Regions from separate parts of the Mus musculus genome. Here region 2 is linked to region 1. A link is a contact called in public capture Hi-C data. All regions are on one chromosome and are shown on one strand. Each heading gives the region's core, a stretch centred on a gene start, on an enhancer-like site or on the middle of the called end of the contact. The rest is flanking DNA. Distances are from core to core; before and after follow the strand shown. Region 1 overlaps Fhit (fragile histidine triad gene). Region 2 overlaps Fhit (fragile histidine triad gene).

Region 1 (7,345 bases), core at 2,129-4,628:
GAGAGGAAGATGGTACGGGACTCTGAATACCTATTATAAACTGAAGAAAGTATGTAGCTGACACATTTTAGCCACTCCTAATGGTTAAGAGCTGCTTTGAACAAGTGTATGGAATTGTCTTCAAGGAGACAGAGATTGCGACTTTTCACAGAGTTCTGATTGGTTGCAATAATCTCTAAAACTATGACACTTAAGTATGTGATAGTAATTACTTCTAGAGAATCAAAATTAGAAATGGAATGGGGAAACGTAAATAAGAACAGAATTCAGAGACTTCTCTCTGTTTCACAGTTGCTGACTTTGTCATATGGCTCCCTAATTCTGTGAACTCCCAAAATAAAGAAAAGGCAGGTGACCCAGGTAAACTCTCTAACATGTGGCATATACCTACAACTAGTGGGAAGTCTGAAGCTTTCTCCGTGAAGATAAATACTGTGCAAAAAGCACGCATAGCACCCAGTATGCCCTTTCTCAAAGCAGACAGACAGACAGACAGACAGACAGACAGAAAGACAGATAGGCAGGCACGCGCACGCACACACACACACACACACACACACACACACACAATGTTTTCCTTTCCTACAACCTTCATAGAATCCATGACAGTCACCAATGCTAAAATACATCCCAATCATATGGATCCACACACTGTTCAAAGTTCCCTTGGGATGACTCTGGTCTCCAATACTTCTTTATTTTCTAATTTATTTATTTTCTTAAAGTTTGAGATCACAGTAAGTTATAAGATGGAACAGGAAAAGCATGCATACCTTCAACCAGTGTTGCACAATTGCTACATCTATTTTTCCTGTGCAGCACAACACACATACCACAACTCATAAATATACATACATACATACACACACACACACACACACACACACACACACACACACACGTATACACACATACACTAACCCACCCATGCACAAATGCGCACATGTGAGTACACACATACACACACATACACACACACACATACACACATGCCTGTTATCATTAATTATTTGCCACCCTTGTCTTGGCAGGATGTCTAATCCATTCCAGAAAAGAGGATTTGAGCCCCACACAGTGACAACTCACACCTGTGAGAAGCATATTCAGAGTCTTAAAGGAAAAAAATAAAATAAAATTTCCATAATGCAGAGAGCTCATAATGCACTGGATACTAGAATATGTAACTAGAAAGTAGGGAGGCAAAGATCCTCAAGACTTGATGTTTTATGTAGCAGACAATGAAGAAATAATGCAGATTTTAAGTGGCCTTCTAAGCAAAATGATGTCCTTCTAAGCTAACATGTTATATTGATAACACACAGGAACGGGGAGGGAAATGTTTTCAAAAGAATACTTGGCCTAAGTCTAAATGCCAGGAGTATTGGGTTAGAAAACCAAGCAAACAAACAAACCATTGAGAGCAGATTTGTGCCATTGTTGTAACAGAATATGACAGAATGAGTCTGAAAAGCCATTCCCAGTGATATGTAATATGAACATACTCAAATGGTATCAATTTCAATTAGTTAGGCTTCAAGAGGAGTCATGTGGTATTTGGACTCCGACGTGAAATCAATATTGGCCTTATGGATACTTCCCATGTACCACAGCCCTCCATTCCAATCTACTCCTCTCCCCTCAAGAATCAATACAAAAACCTTCTATCTGCCAGAAAACAGAGTAATCTTTAAGTGGAAATAGGAATCTAAATTACAGTTGTAAATGTCGAAAGCCTGTATTGTGTGGATTTTGCTGATGAGATATTTGATGTGACTTCTTGTTATTCTTAGGGCTGTACTCATGAGCATATAACAAGGGTGGTTTAAAGGCCTCAGTGCCACAAATTAGATTTTCCTTAAGAAATCCTGTCCTTGACATCTTTTTTGATTATCTAAGAAGAATGAAACAGATATTTTCAGTTAATTAGTGCTAAGGCATGTATTTTGCATTAGCTTTAAGTTTACCAAAATGGCTTTAAAAACTTGAACAGATGGCAGAATTATAATAACATTTTCTTGTGATTTTTAGGTTAAGAACAAAGGGTCCTGAGATTTCTTCTCCTGTCTAACTTTTCCATAATGTGAATGCATTTAAAAGATAGGATGCATTTGGTTTTAGTTCTTGCCAAAGTGTAGACAACTCCAGCTCACCTAGATGAGTATTAGGAGATGTGGGGATACATGAGAGGGTATTCCAGGACAGAAGCATCAGAGCACAGAGATAACTCCATGATTAGATAGGCCCTGTGGGTTAGAGTGGTGCTTGGCAGGCAGATGGACACAGGGTGTGGCAGGGATTTTGTGTGGGTAAAGTGAACTTCTACCCAGGATACCTGGCATGGCAAGAAGCTCTGATAGGCAGAAAGAGCAGTCACAGACTAGAGGTGGAGAACTTAGCCTCTCACTGGCTGCTTCCAGGCACTCTGTGCAGAATCCAGACAGCCAGAACAGCCTAATTTTCAAAGTTAATCTCCAATTGAAATTTTGTTTGTGAAATCATATTTAACAAAATATATGGGGAGCTAGGAACTCAACCTGTGGTCTGTAGGTGACCATTACACACTGGTTGACAAATGACATGGGTCTATACGAGATGCTCACCTTAAAGGCCTGGCTTATCTCAGATACTGTCTGTGAGATAGGTTGACCCTTGGAATAAAAACACATTACCTTATTAACGGAGTTGTCCTCTAACACATGGCCTCGTGACTTCTGACAGAAAGTCTGCCTGGATCTGAAGAAATGACCCACCCCTGCCACCTGTGTGGGACAATCTAACGCTCTGAGTTTCCCAATGCATGTCCCTTTCACAGCCTTCTTGACTCAGATTTTTCCTAAGAGCTCTCCTAATTGCCCATCTGAAGCCTCAGCCAAGTCAGCCATTAATAAGTGAATCAGCAAATTCTCAGAGCAGGTGGGGGTTTGTTTTGGTTTGGTTGTTTTGTTTTGTTTTAAAGCTTTCTTTTGCTTTAATTTTGAGGAAGCATCAGGTATCTTGTACCCCGTGGTTTTGATACTATCAACACGAAGCTCTCTGGGTGCCTCCGGCCACAGCAAATGTACCTTTTCTTTCTCAAACCTTCCTCTGAAGGCCCTGCAGCCTTTTAGAACTCGATCATAAATTCTGTTTTTTTTAAGTTACTTAACTTAGGGCATTCTGTCTTAAGACATCCACACTGACCAAGATCATGTATCACCTTGTTTTGCTCCCCTGACACTGAAGAGAGAGAGGTTTTATTGTTATGCTGCTTTGGTAGATGAGCACACTGTGGAGAAAAGCAACAGTCTCGTTGACACAAAATAGAAAGGCCCGGGGCCGGCAACTATGAAGCATGTTATTCCTGACCCAGTTCCTTTTTCAATTTCTACTTCCTCCAACCGATCACTTTAATCATTCTGTCTGGTTGCAGTAACTGCCTTGGTCAGTGCTAACATTGCCCTAGCCACACCCCTTTCGACATTGCCCCACTGACTGGTGAAGCTATCAATGATTCGCTAATTGTTCTCTACTTTTACCCTTCCATTCAAGCATCCACCTTCTTGAGAATACACTAAAATATAACTCTTGTCTAGCTGCGCGCGCGCACACACACACACACACACACACACACACACACACACAAAGCATTGTCTTTAAGGCACTTTGTTATTCTATAATTATAGGTAACTGATAGGCATGAGGAATCTTAGGCACACAAATTACTTCTTGTTACTGTGAAGCTTGGTTAGGTTCCTCCCATCCAGCTGTAGAAAAGCTGGTTTACTTTCACATGATTTCAAAGTAACTTTATTTCTAGCCTATAAACAAGTTTGTAGTTTGAATTTTCTCAGACTAGTTATAACCTCTACCATCTCCTTCAGAATTAAACAATTTTAACAAAGGTTGGCTTGTACATCTCCATGAGTCATGACTTTACCTACTACTGAAAATTATTATTTCACATGTGTATCTTCTAATTAGTCTTTGTTCTAAAGCCTCTGATTGTTATTCGAATATTCTAGAACCTTCACGTAGCATTTCAATCTTAGTTAGAACCGACTGCATCCTGTCTTACCCATCCTGAGCTATAATTCTCCTAATCTAGACAACAGATTTCACCTTCCTGATTTCTTCCTTGATCATCCTTCTACCTAGGATGTGGCTTTCCTCAGAATGTTGAACACCAATAGTTGCTGGGATCTTTTTACTCTGTTTAGAGGTTACATGCTCATCTTTACAAAAAAAGACCTGGGGACCCTGGATACTGTTTTTACTTTTTAGAAAGTCCCACTGTTAATTTCTAAAATGAAAATCAATAAGTAATTGAATCTGTGATTCAGTACCTTCTGTCACATTAGTTTGTTCCATTAAAACACCTTCTCCGCCTTCTGCCTGATGACAGACATCATGCTGCATCTCAGAAACATACAAAACCTGTTAGGAAAACAGTAGGGCTGCGGAGAGAGCTCATTTTGCAAAGGTCTTGGTTTGCAAGCCTGAGACTTGAGTGGACTCTCCAAAGCCCACATGAAACTAAGCTGGGCAATTAGCAATGTGCTTGAACCCCACACTGGAGAGGAAGGGACAGGTGATCCCTACAAACTGATGACCAGGTATCCCAGGATAACACCCATGTTTCAGGCCAGTGATGTTGTTTCAAACAAAAGGTAGCTGGCACCCAAGGAATGACCCAAAGGTTGTCCTCCATCCTCCACACACTTGCACATATGTGTACTTAACTGCAACTGCCCCTTACCTCCAAGAAGCAAACAAAAAGGACCTTGTTTATGACTTTCTTAAATTAATTTAGTGTCAGACACATCTCAGAACACTGGATGTGTAGCTCAGTTTAATCTTTATAACATTACTAAGAAATGCATAAAAACTCTTTTCTCCTTTCTAGATTGGTAAACTAACTGAGTTTTAGAGTGTTACTCTAAAGTACAAGTACTCAAGTGACAATCAGCACCAAGACTGAAAGAGTGCCCCCTGCAGGGGCTATATGCTTTTGACACTTGTTTAGGCCAAGCTGGGTTCTTACCTGATGGTCTCACTTGACAACCTCCAGTGGTTCTCCCACACTGGGGTGCCAGGCCACTCATTTGTTGGGTGACAAAGATAAAACCAATTCCTTCCTGAATCCTTTGTAGTTTATATTCTTAGTTTACAAAATCCCAATCTAAAGCAAAGCTAAATGTAGGGCCACTAGGCTTCCCACCAAGTCCAAGAAGTTATACACCCTGCTCTCCAGCTTCTTCCTTTAATTTTTATTTTCAATTGATGTACAATATCTAAACAAGTTTATGAGATGTAATGTTATCATTAACTAATGTATACAGATGACATCAGGCAATTGCTACTTCTATTGATCAAAATAATATCATTCTCATGTGTTTGCAACCTTCAAGCTCTACTGATCCTATTACGGGGAGATGCATAACTAATGGTTGTACATTACAGTTCACTACTGTACTATAAACCCTCAGAAACGCATCTCTAATGGAGGTGCTCTGCCATCCATTAACTATATTTTTTCTATCCTTGCCTCCTTCACCTTCTGTTCTGTTCTGACCTTATTTAAGGATGTGATTGCTCTTTAAGCTTTGATGCATTTTAAGTTCATAGTTCTCAAACTTCTCCATGGAAAGAACATAGGCAAAGAGAATTAACATCTATTCTGTGAAGGAGAAAGAAAGCAATGGAGAAAGGAAGAGGGAAGGTGGAGTGTGACAAGCTGTAAATATCCTGAGGCCTTGTGTGTTATCTTAAAAATATCTCAGGATTTTATGTACACACAATATATTAGCATGGGCCTTTGTGAAAAATCTACTATAAATATTATAACTAAGTGAACTTTTGAGAAAGGTGACTTATCTAACTTGTGGTTGGGAGAGGTTGCTATGTGACTGTGCACTATAATTTCCCAGAACAATTTGAAATCTGAATGCAGGGGTGGCTAAGATGTCTCCCCTAGTATTGGCCCTGCCCCTTGTCTGGGCCAAGAGCTGACCTCAATGACATGGATACAGGAGAGCTTTCAAGCTGACCAACTCAGAGACCACCAAGGTACAGATCCATGGCTTTGAGCTGGCCCAACCCAACATCTACCCCATCTATGAGCTGCTGGAGCTTGCAAAGGTGCTGGCCCAGCAGAACCAAAGCCATGGGATCTCCAGGACTCAGGGCAACAGCAGGATGCACAAGCACATGTATGAGGATCCAGTACTGATGTAAGAAAAGCCAGAGATATCAGAGATGAGAAATGACTCTTTGAAATGAACATTTGCAAGTAAAGATGTTTGGGCAAAAGGGTATGTGAGACATCACAACTGCCAGTGCCTCTACAACTAATGACTACGTGACCAAGAGGTAGGAAAAACAGAGGAGCAGAGTGCTTCACTCACAGCAGAACTGGACATGGAAGCTGGGTCGGGTGTGAGAGAAGAAGGCTGCAGTTGATAAAGGTTGATAGGACTTTCTCAGGGAAAGGTTTGTATGTTTTATGTTAACTTTTTCATCTTTTTACTTTCTTTTGAAGGGGTAAGGGTAGACTTGGAAATGAGAAGGTTTGGGGCACATGTGAAATTCTCAAAGAGTCAATAAAAATATGTTAACAAAAGAACTTTTCCCTATATCTTTCCATGACACCAATATTCCTTTTGCATGCCTAAACCTTTTCACACTGACCCTTTTCTTTAATATGTTCTATACTGAGTGTCTAGCCTACTACAAAGGCCGAATAAGTCCTTCATCATTGTTCAGTGACATACAGCATCCTGAAAAGCGTGCCATGAGTGCCCCATGATTTATATGATGCTTCTCAAGACCATACTGTGAGATGCTAAATGCCAGCAGTGGTGTGGGAGAAACAGCAAAACTCTTCTTAACCATAGGCATCCTCGAGGCTAAAGTCCCTGTAATAGGAAACAGGATAACAAGAGAAAAGCAGCCACAATTTTACATGCATTTTAGGAAGTACAGGCTCCTTTATAAAGAAATGGAGTGTGGACAGAACAGGGAAACCTGTACATGCTTGAACATTTGGCTCAGAAGAGAAAGGTAGTGTAATGGAGATAGAGTATGACCTAATGTACCTGGAAGGACCTGGGGAATGTGTCTTTGGACCCTGCCCTGAAGTACCACGATGGTACCTCTGAATAAAGATCCAATGCCCTCCTTTAGGTACAGGGTGTCTGAGTCTGAAACCTCTTTCTTTTGCTACTTTCTAAAACATTGGAGAATTGTATTTTAGGATTTTATGTCCTGAGCTATACATCATTGGAGAAAAAGTTGTGAAAGGTGTTGGTTTTTTTTTTTTTTTTTAAACTATCATTTAAGAGTGACCATTGAGGTCACAGATGTAGGA
Region 2 (7,345 bases), core at 1,255-3,754, 300 kb after region 1:
GGGAGATGAGTGAACCTGCAGGATGTGTTATCTCTACTCCTCATCACTGGGATAATAAGGTGTATCCAACCTGTCCATGGATTCTGTGAATTGCACTCAGGTCCTCATCACGTACTCTATTGAGCTTTCTCTACAATACCCTTAGCTCACCCTTACTCCTGCTGTTGTCTTTCAGATACTACACTCTACCTTTCTCATGTTTGAATTTTGGACATGTTCAAATGACATGGCCTATAATTTCAAATAATTGCATTATTTTTTCAATGTCACTGCTCAATTTTCCATCTTATCAATATACTGCATGTTCACGGGTGAAACACCCTCTTCCTCATACTGTGAAGCAATGGCTTCCAATATCGCTGCCTCTTTAACCTGAGCCTCCTCTGGTTATTGGTGCACAATTTTCTTCAAAATTCAGTTATCCCTCTAATGGAACACCCATGTACCTTACACTGTCTTGACTTGGTTAGAGTTTTACTGCTGTGAGCAGACACCATACCCAGGACAATTTTTATAAGAGCAACATTTAATTAGGGCTGGCTTATAGGTTCAGAGGTTCAGTCTATTACCATCAAGGTTGGAGCATGGCAGCATCCAGGAAGGCATGGTGCAGGAGGAGATAAGAGTTCTACATCTTCTTCTGAAGGCTGCTAGAAGACTGGCTTCCAGGCAGCTAGGACTAAAGTATTAAAGCCCATGCCCACAGCAACACACCTACTCTAACAAAGCTACGCCTTCTTAAAGTGCCACTCTCTAGGCCAAGCAATACAAACCATCACAGGTCTTTAAAAATCTGCTTAGTGGAGAAGTTTCCTGAATATGGATTCCCTAGAATCAAAAGTTGTCATTACTAATTGATTAAAAGAATCTAAATTCTCTACTTATCATTTTGTAATCTTCCTCCTAGATTTCCTTATTTATTTTTGTTATACTCTAGTTTCTAAAATTAATTTTAGAAAGGGTCTACATGTATATGCTGTGAAATTCTATTCATAATAATATATTTAGTTAACCCTTTCACTTAAATAAGCAGTCTGTAATAACAGTCTAAACTCTAAGTTTGACTGTTTCAAAACTTCTGACCTTGGCTTCATTGTATCCTCACACAACTGTAGAAGATAATTGGCTGGCATGCAGATTACTTTTTAACACAGGATGTTCTGGTTTCAAATCTCAAAATAAGGTCTGCATAAGGGCCTAAGCATAAGACTATATATTAATATCCTTCCATTACCATATAAATTATCCCAAAGCCAAAGGCTATCCTCTTCTCAAGTCTCTAAAACAGGATTTCTGTCTCTTCCTAGTGTCTGTTGGCTTACAACAACCCCCCATGCTCCCTGGCATGGAAATTTCATCACTCCAGACTCAGTCTCCCCAGATACTCCATCTTGATGAGGCCTTTTATGTATGTCTTCACATCTTATACTAATACAAACTGAGAGCAATACAAAGGAGATATCTCAGTTGGCAAACTTCTTGTTGCCTAAAGCTTTCAGTGAGACTCTTTCTCAGAACACAAGATGGATAACTCCTGAGGACAATACCTCAGAAAGACCCCTTGCTTCTACACACAAGTGCACACACATGTCCATGTATCTGCACACACACTATTAACAGCATTAATGAGAGAAGGTGGTATATTTAGGGTCCAGCCTAACTTGCATCATGAAGCAATCATATCTACAGAGTCTTCTAAGTAAGGACATATGCTGAAGATCCTTTCAGTGGGTAGGCGTGACTGAACTACCATTTCTGATAGTTTTATATCTCATAAAGTGTGTGTGAGGTCGTTGGTTTCCATCACATTCTTTAGATGTTTGGTTTATCTTCAGATACTCTTTGGCACATGGTAACACTTCAGCTTTTCAAAGATTCTGATAGTTCTATTCATTCTGTTTTTCTCAATGGTCCATCTGAGTTTCCTCATATCTGTTTCATCCTGATGTTCTTTGAGATGAGAAAACTGAGATGCACTGGTTATTCATTCATTCATTCACTCAGCTCTTAAGGCTTACTTATATCCAGTGTTTCCCCTGTATCCTGGCTACCCTGCCGTGAATTTCCTTCCTTCTAACATTCCACTCTTGCCAATAAACTCATATAGTTCTATTACATATTTTTACATTCGTCTAGTCTGCAAACAATTTATAACACGGATGCCCTCTGATCTCTTCACTAATTCTTCTTCTCCTTTGATGATAGACATAACTCTAAGCACTCTCTTTCTGGAGGAAGAAATGGAGCCAGAGTTAAGAATTCTCTACCTGATTTAGCTGTGCCATCCCCTCTCTGACCCTCTGCAATGGCATGAACTTCTCACCTTCGGATCACATCTAAAACCGAGAGACGCTGACATACATTAAGCATTCATCATTGTCTAGTACATGGCATAGGCAGCCAAAATAGTAATAATTTTCAACTTCCTTTCTTCCTCTACAGTGGTCTAATACTGTCTCTCTGGTAATTGTACAAATTGCATAGCTAATAGACTTATTTCCCCAAATTTTAATTTCACTGAAAAAGAGAACTATTCCAGAGACTGTAAAGAGAAAACAAGTATGTATGTGGTCTACTCTGGTTCCACAGTAAGAATCAGCAGTGTGATGGGAAGATGCAGGCATCCAGGATCTGAAATTGTCTGCAAGAAGGAGATAAATATTAAATATTTTACTCTCATATGAACATGGCAAAAGCAATTTTATTTTAGCCCAAAGTAAAACTGCTGAATCATTTCTACCAAACATGAACGTTAGATGTACTCTGTTAAAATTCCAAATGAAAATCATATCCAGAAAAACCTATTTCTTAGCCAACATGGAGATAATGATTTCTGGAATTCAGAAAATCAAGGACTTAGTTATGGGACTCACTCAAAGGGTCATGCTCCTGAATTATATTTATTAATAGATGTCAGTCAGTAAAGAACTTGGTGTTCCCTCCTGTTATAAAGAAAAGAGGAAGTAGGTATGATAACCAAAACCACGCTCTTATATATGTAAGCTTTCTTTCTTCTTCTTGATATTCTGTGGCAGTAACTGCTTTTGCTTTTAACCAAAACTGTAAGGTTCTGGAATTTCCTACATCTCCCAAATTTCCATTCATGAAAAGTATCATCTCTCTACCTCCCTCCTATGACCTACATGTGTCCTCTGTCCATCTGCTAACACCCTAGCTCCTCGTCACTCTTGGAAGCTAGGAAGAGGACATGAGTTTAAGAACTTCCTCTTCAAAGTTAACCAAATAGAAAGGAACTAGCACAGAGATTTCTGTGCCTTATATGAATAAGTCTGTGACTCAGCACAGCTGCTTGGTTTTGTTGCTGATAGGAATAGTTGAGCTATAGGGTTCATAGAATAAGGTTCAATGGCCAGATCGAACAGTGACAGATCATTCCATGGTCGGCCAGGTTTATCCCTGGTTTGCTTTTAAATGTTATGCTAATGTCTCACTAAACTGCCAAATGCTTCAAATCTTGTTCCAAGAAAGAATAGCTAACTCTAGAATTTCTGGGTGGAAAGGGGCTTGTGAGATCACTTAGATCCAGCAGTCGCACTTTAGAGACACTGAGCATGTCCAGAATGCAAGTGGCCTACTCAAATGAGCACTGAACTTCAGTGGTCTCATGGATCTTTATAAAGTGTAAGATTTAAGGATTCTATAAACTTGAGACCCTAATTTAAGAAGTTAAATTATAGATAACTCACTTTGGGGGCATCCCTTAGTATTGAAGGCATGAGCAATACTCATCCTAAGAAATTCAACAGAGGATTCAGAATATAAGCCTATGTCTATTAATTCCACATTGCCTCTTCAAGCACAGACTACTATGAACTGACTTTTTAATTTTTATTTAGATCCTCCAAAATCCATGACCCATACTTGGAACCTCAGGACTTCCAGTAACCACACGACCAAACCCATAAAGATGAGAAATTCTATACCACTGACTACCAAGAAGCCGCTGGGTCCCACTTCATAGTTAATACCTCCCTAGTCCATACAGCAAAAAATTTCTCCAAGGCCAATGCAAAGATGCTATGTTTCTGCAAGCAGGTTAGCCATTCCAGCTCTAGCCTGCTGACTAGGAACATGTGCTTCACCTGAGAGATACAAACAATGCATATTGTGCAGCACAGCAGAGATACACTTTAACGTGTAGAAAGAACTCCCCTAGAGTGCTAGCTATAAAGCCAAGCTGATTTAAATCAACTTGAAAGCTTTCAAGACAACCAGATTCTTAGGCTCTGTCACACCCTAACTCCAACAGAACTTCCATAAGGGTTAGACAGACTTGGGTACAATATCTGTTTTCTTTTTCAATTGATCATATGAATGTGGCATGTTCCTTTGCCTGTTTGCCTCTGTGATACAGGGCACCAATAATTTCCTCCCATAGAACTTCTTAAGGACCTAATAAGTATTTGGTTAACCGCTACCTTTTTATCCCAGCAAAAAATAGCCATGGATGTTTTTTAATGGCCAAGAGATAGTTGTTAATTAATACAAAATTTAATACTGGTAAGAAACGTAGTACTGTTATTATCATAGAATGGCATCTAGTCAGTAAAGAGAAAATAAAATTTGGCCCGGTACTGCGTAGATGATGCTACCTCTCTTGTGCCATGTGTCAGTTAAAACCCAGCATCCGAATAACAGGAACAGCAGCTGGTGCTTACTTCCTGCTTCCAGCCTTTAAAGGTTTACATTAGACATATCCTTAAAGCTCTGGGAGGCCGGATGGAAGCAGCACTTTGCACACCTGCCCTCATACACCCTTCTGATTGCCACTTAGAACAATTCCTAGATTTAAAGATTACCATGTTCAGAAGATATTAAACTTGCAAGGCTATTGAAACCAGTGGCTAAATAGTTCTCAGGACATGTTTTGTAATGTGTTGTAGTCAACAGTCGTGTAGGGGAGATGGCTCATTTCCATATAACTTCTGTCAATATTGGACATTCTCTAATACGCTAAATCTGTTATACAAATTGTCATTACTTCCAAATTCAATATAGAGGGAATGACTTCTTCAAAATGTCCTAGCCAGAGCAATCTACCATGAACACTAATGTCTCCTAGGCAACCAGGAAACCAAACATGATAAAAAGAAACACTGCTCCTTTTGTTAAAAGATTGGGAAAAAAAAGTCTTTTTTTTTTTTTTAATGAGAAAATTGAAGATGTTATTTCATTAGAGCTGGGGGGTGCTAAGGTTCACTGTGAATAATAAAACAATCTCCCAATTTTATGTCCTGACAAAACTCTGTGAATGGCAAAACTCTAGATTAACCTCTAGCAAGCCATCAGATGCCGTGTGCTGGACTTTTCTAATGGCTCTCTATCGGTGGGGGTGGGAAAATCTGTACTCCAGCGTGTCTGAAAACTAATTTAATGGTTCAATTGTGAGTTCAAGGCCAGACTGGTCTACAAAGCATGTTCCTGGACAGCAAAGGATGTTACATAGAAAACAAGGAAAAAGAAAGGGAAGAAGAACAAGGAAGAGGGGGTAGGAAAGAAGGGGAGGGAGAGGGAGAAGAAGACAGGGAGAAGGAGGAAAAGGAAGAAAAAGAGGAGGAGGAGAAGGAGAAAGTAGCTAAGTTAAAAGATGGCAGACACGCTTAAGGAATACTGCTGGCCTTTGATCCCTCTATGAGTCTTGTGACTTACGAGTGTGTGGAGATGTCAACTAGTTGGTAGCAGAACGAACCTGGATGATAACAAGAGAAGGAAAGAGCACTATCATGTGAGAGGTCTTGGAAAAAGTCTAAATAATGGCTGTTCAGCAGAGGAGGCCTGTTTGACTGTACTCATGTGAAACTTGGAGCAGCATCAACTTTTATGATACTCAAAGACAAAAGAAGCAAAAAAAAGAAAGAGCATTTAAAGGCATCTATGTACCTGTGCATAAGGGGAAATCTAAAATTGATTGGTGATTTCCCTCATAATTGTAGAGTCAATTCTGTTCTTTTTTCTGCATGCTTTCATCTTCTACAAGAAGCACAGGCAGGAGAGTCTGCCTAGAGACATCCAGTTCTCAGCTAATGAATGTAGATGTCAATGAACAGATGACTTGCATGCCACCTTGACTATAAAGCACAGCAGTATAAGTGCAAAAGTATAGTCTTCAATTTTATGTATGCTAAACTAAACACAGAGAAAAAAACACAACAATATTGGTATTGCAGCCCTTTTTTAAAAAAAATCAACATCTTGTTTGTAGATAATTATCTCTGGAAATCACAGATGCTTAGGGAAAAGGGGCAATTTCTAAACTGAAAGGTTAAGCGAGATATAACTCCTCTATCTCATGGAGGCTATGATTTAACTTAACAAAAAAGACAACCCAAGTATGTTTGCCTATTGACTGATAGCAGAAAGAAAATTACAGAATATTGCACAGGGAAAGTAAACTCTTGAACACTGCTTCATATTATTCTCTGGTTGGTCATATGTGATGTGCAGCATCCTTCTTCTCAACTGCTATGGTCCTTCTCATGAACTTTATGATAACCAGGTTGACATATTGAGTCACCAACCAAAATGGGGGTCAAACTCTATCAGTGTCAATGTTAAGTCAACTACACTCATCTAGTAGCTGAAACCACATGCTAGACTCAATGCATGAGTCCCTCAGAGGTTGAGAGACAATTAGGTTTTACCTTTCTTTATATCTTTGAAAAAAGTTAAAAACAAACACCAAAGCATAAGTGCATACATTTTATCATATTTTGAGTACTAATACTGAAAAAATTAACTTTATATACAAATTAATACAATACAATTACTATCTCTGCACACAGGAAAAATTTATTCTACCAATTTCTGATTCAGGTGGACTTTGTGAATGTTTGTGTGTGTAACAAAGCAATACCACTCACAGGTTTTTGCTAACATAGTGTAGGGTTAATTACAGTGCCAAGTACAGCTATGTGTCACTTCTATTCTCTTCTACTTTAAGTGGTCTATCACACTCAGCAATTTCTAGTTATATTATATACAAGGTAATTGCATGACTGATAATTTTATTTACTTAACAGTGTACCACAGATCATACAACCTAGTGAGGGGATGTCTAAAACTTTCCAATCCAAATATCCCCTTAACCCTCCTCTATAACAAATGGAAAACCCACTTTAAAACAAGAAGGTCTACATCCAGGGTTTGCCCCAAAGCCATCACAAACCCTCTACCCATTGAGTTCTTTCAGATCCTGATAAGGTATCAATTAAATGAGATCATAACAATAAAATGCTAGCCTCTTAGTTTTGTCCTGATTAAAGCCATCAAGGGCAAACTTTATTTCTACAGCAATAATCAAGGTTCTCATTCAAGGTTGTTGAAA

The links. Capture Hi-C pulls out chosen DNA fragments and counts their contacts.
Region 2: a contact with region 1 is called in a capture Hi-C map of bone marrow-derived macrophages, with 6 times the contacts expected there. The contact joins two enhancer-like sites. A contact is called at or near these places in 2 of 484 Hi-C or Micro-C datasets (bone marrow-derived macrophages and macrophages), 1 of 115 datasets of contacts at active chromatin or transcription factors (bone marrow-derived macrophages) and 1 of 9 other capture datasets (bone marrow-derived macrophages).

The regions. Positions count from the first base shown.
Region 1 is chr14:10,130,688-10,138,032 of GRCm38.p6, forward strand. The region is part of intron 2 of Fhit (fragile histidine triad gene); the gene reads right to left. Among named protein-coding and RNA genes, the nearest start is that of Fhit, 320 kb to the right of the region's middle. Within about 2 kb of position 3,379, at least 13 of the 459 cell types and tissues checked have an H3K27ac peak or open chromatin away from gene starts, as enhancers often do. A contact at or near this core is called in bone marrow-derived macrophages and macrophages, where this site is marked.
Region 2 is chr14:10,427,622-10,434,966 of GRCm38.p6, forward strand. All of the region lies in intron 1 of Fhit (fragile histidine triad gene), which reads right to left. Among named protein-coding and RNA genes, the nearest start is that of Fhit, 22 kb to the right of the region's middle. Within about 2 kb of position 2,505, at least 78 of the 459 cell types and tissues checked have an H3K27ac peak or open chromatin away from gene starts, as enhancers often do. A contact at or near this core is called in bone marrow-derived macrophages and macrophages, where this site is marked.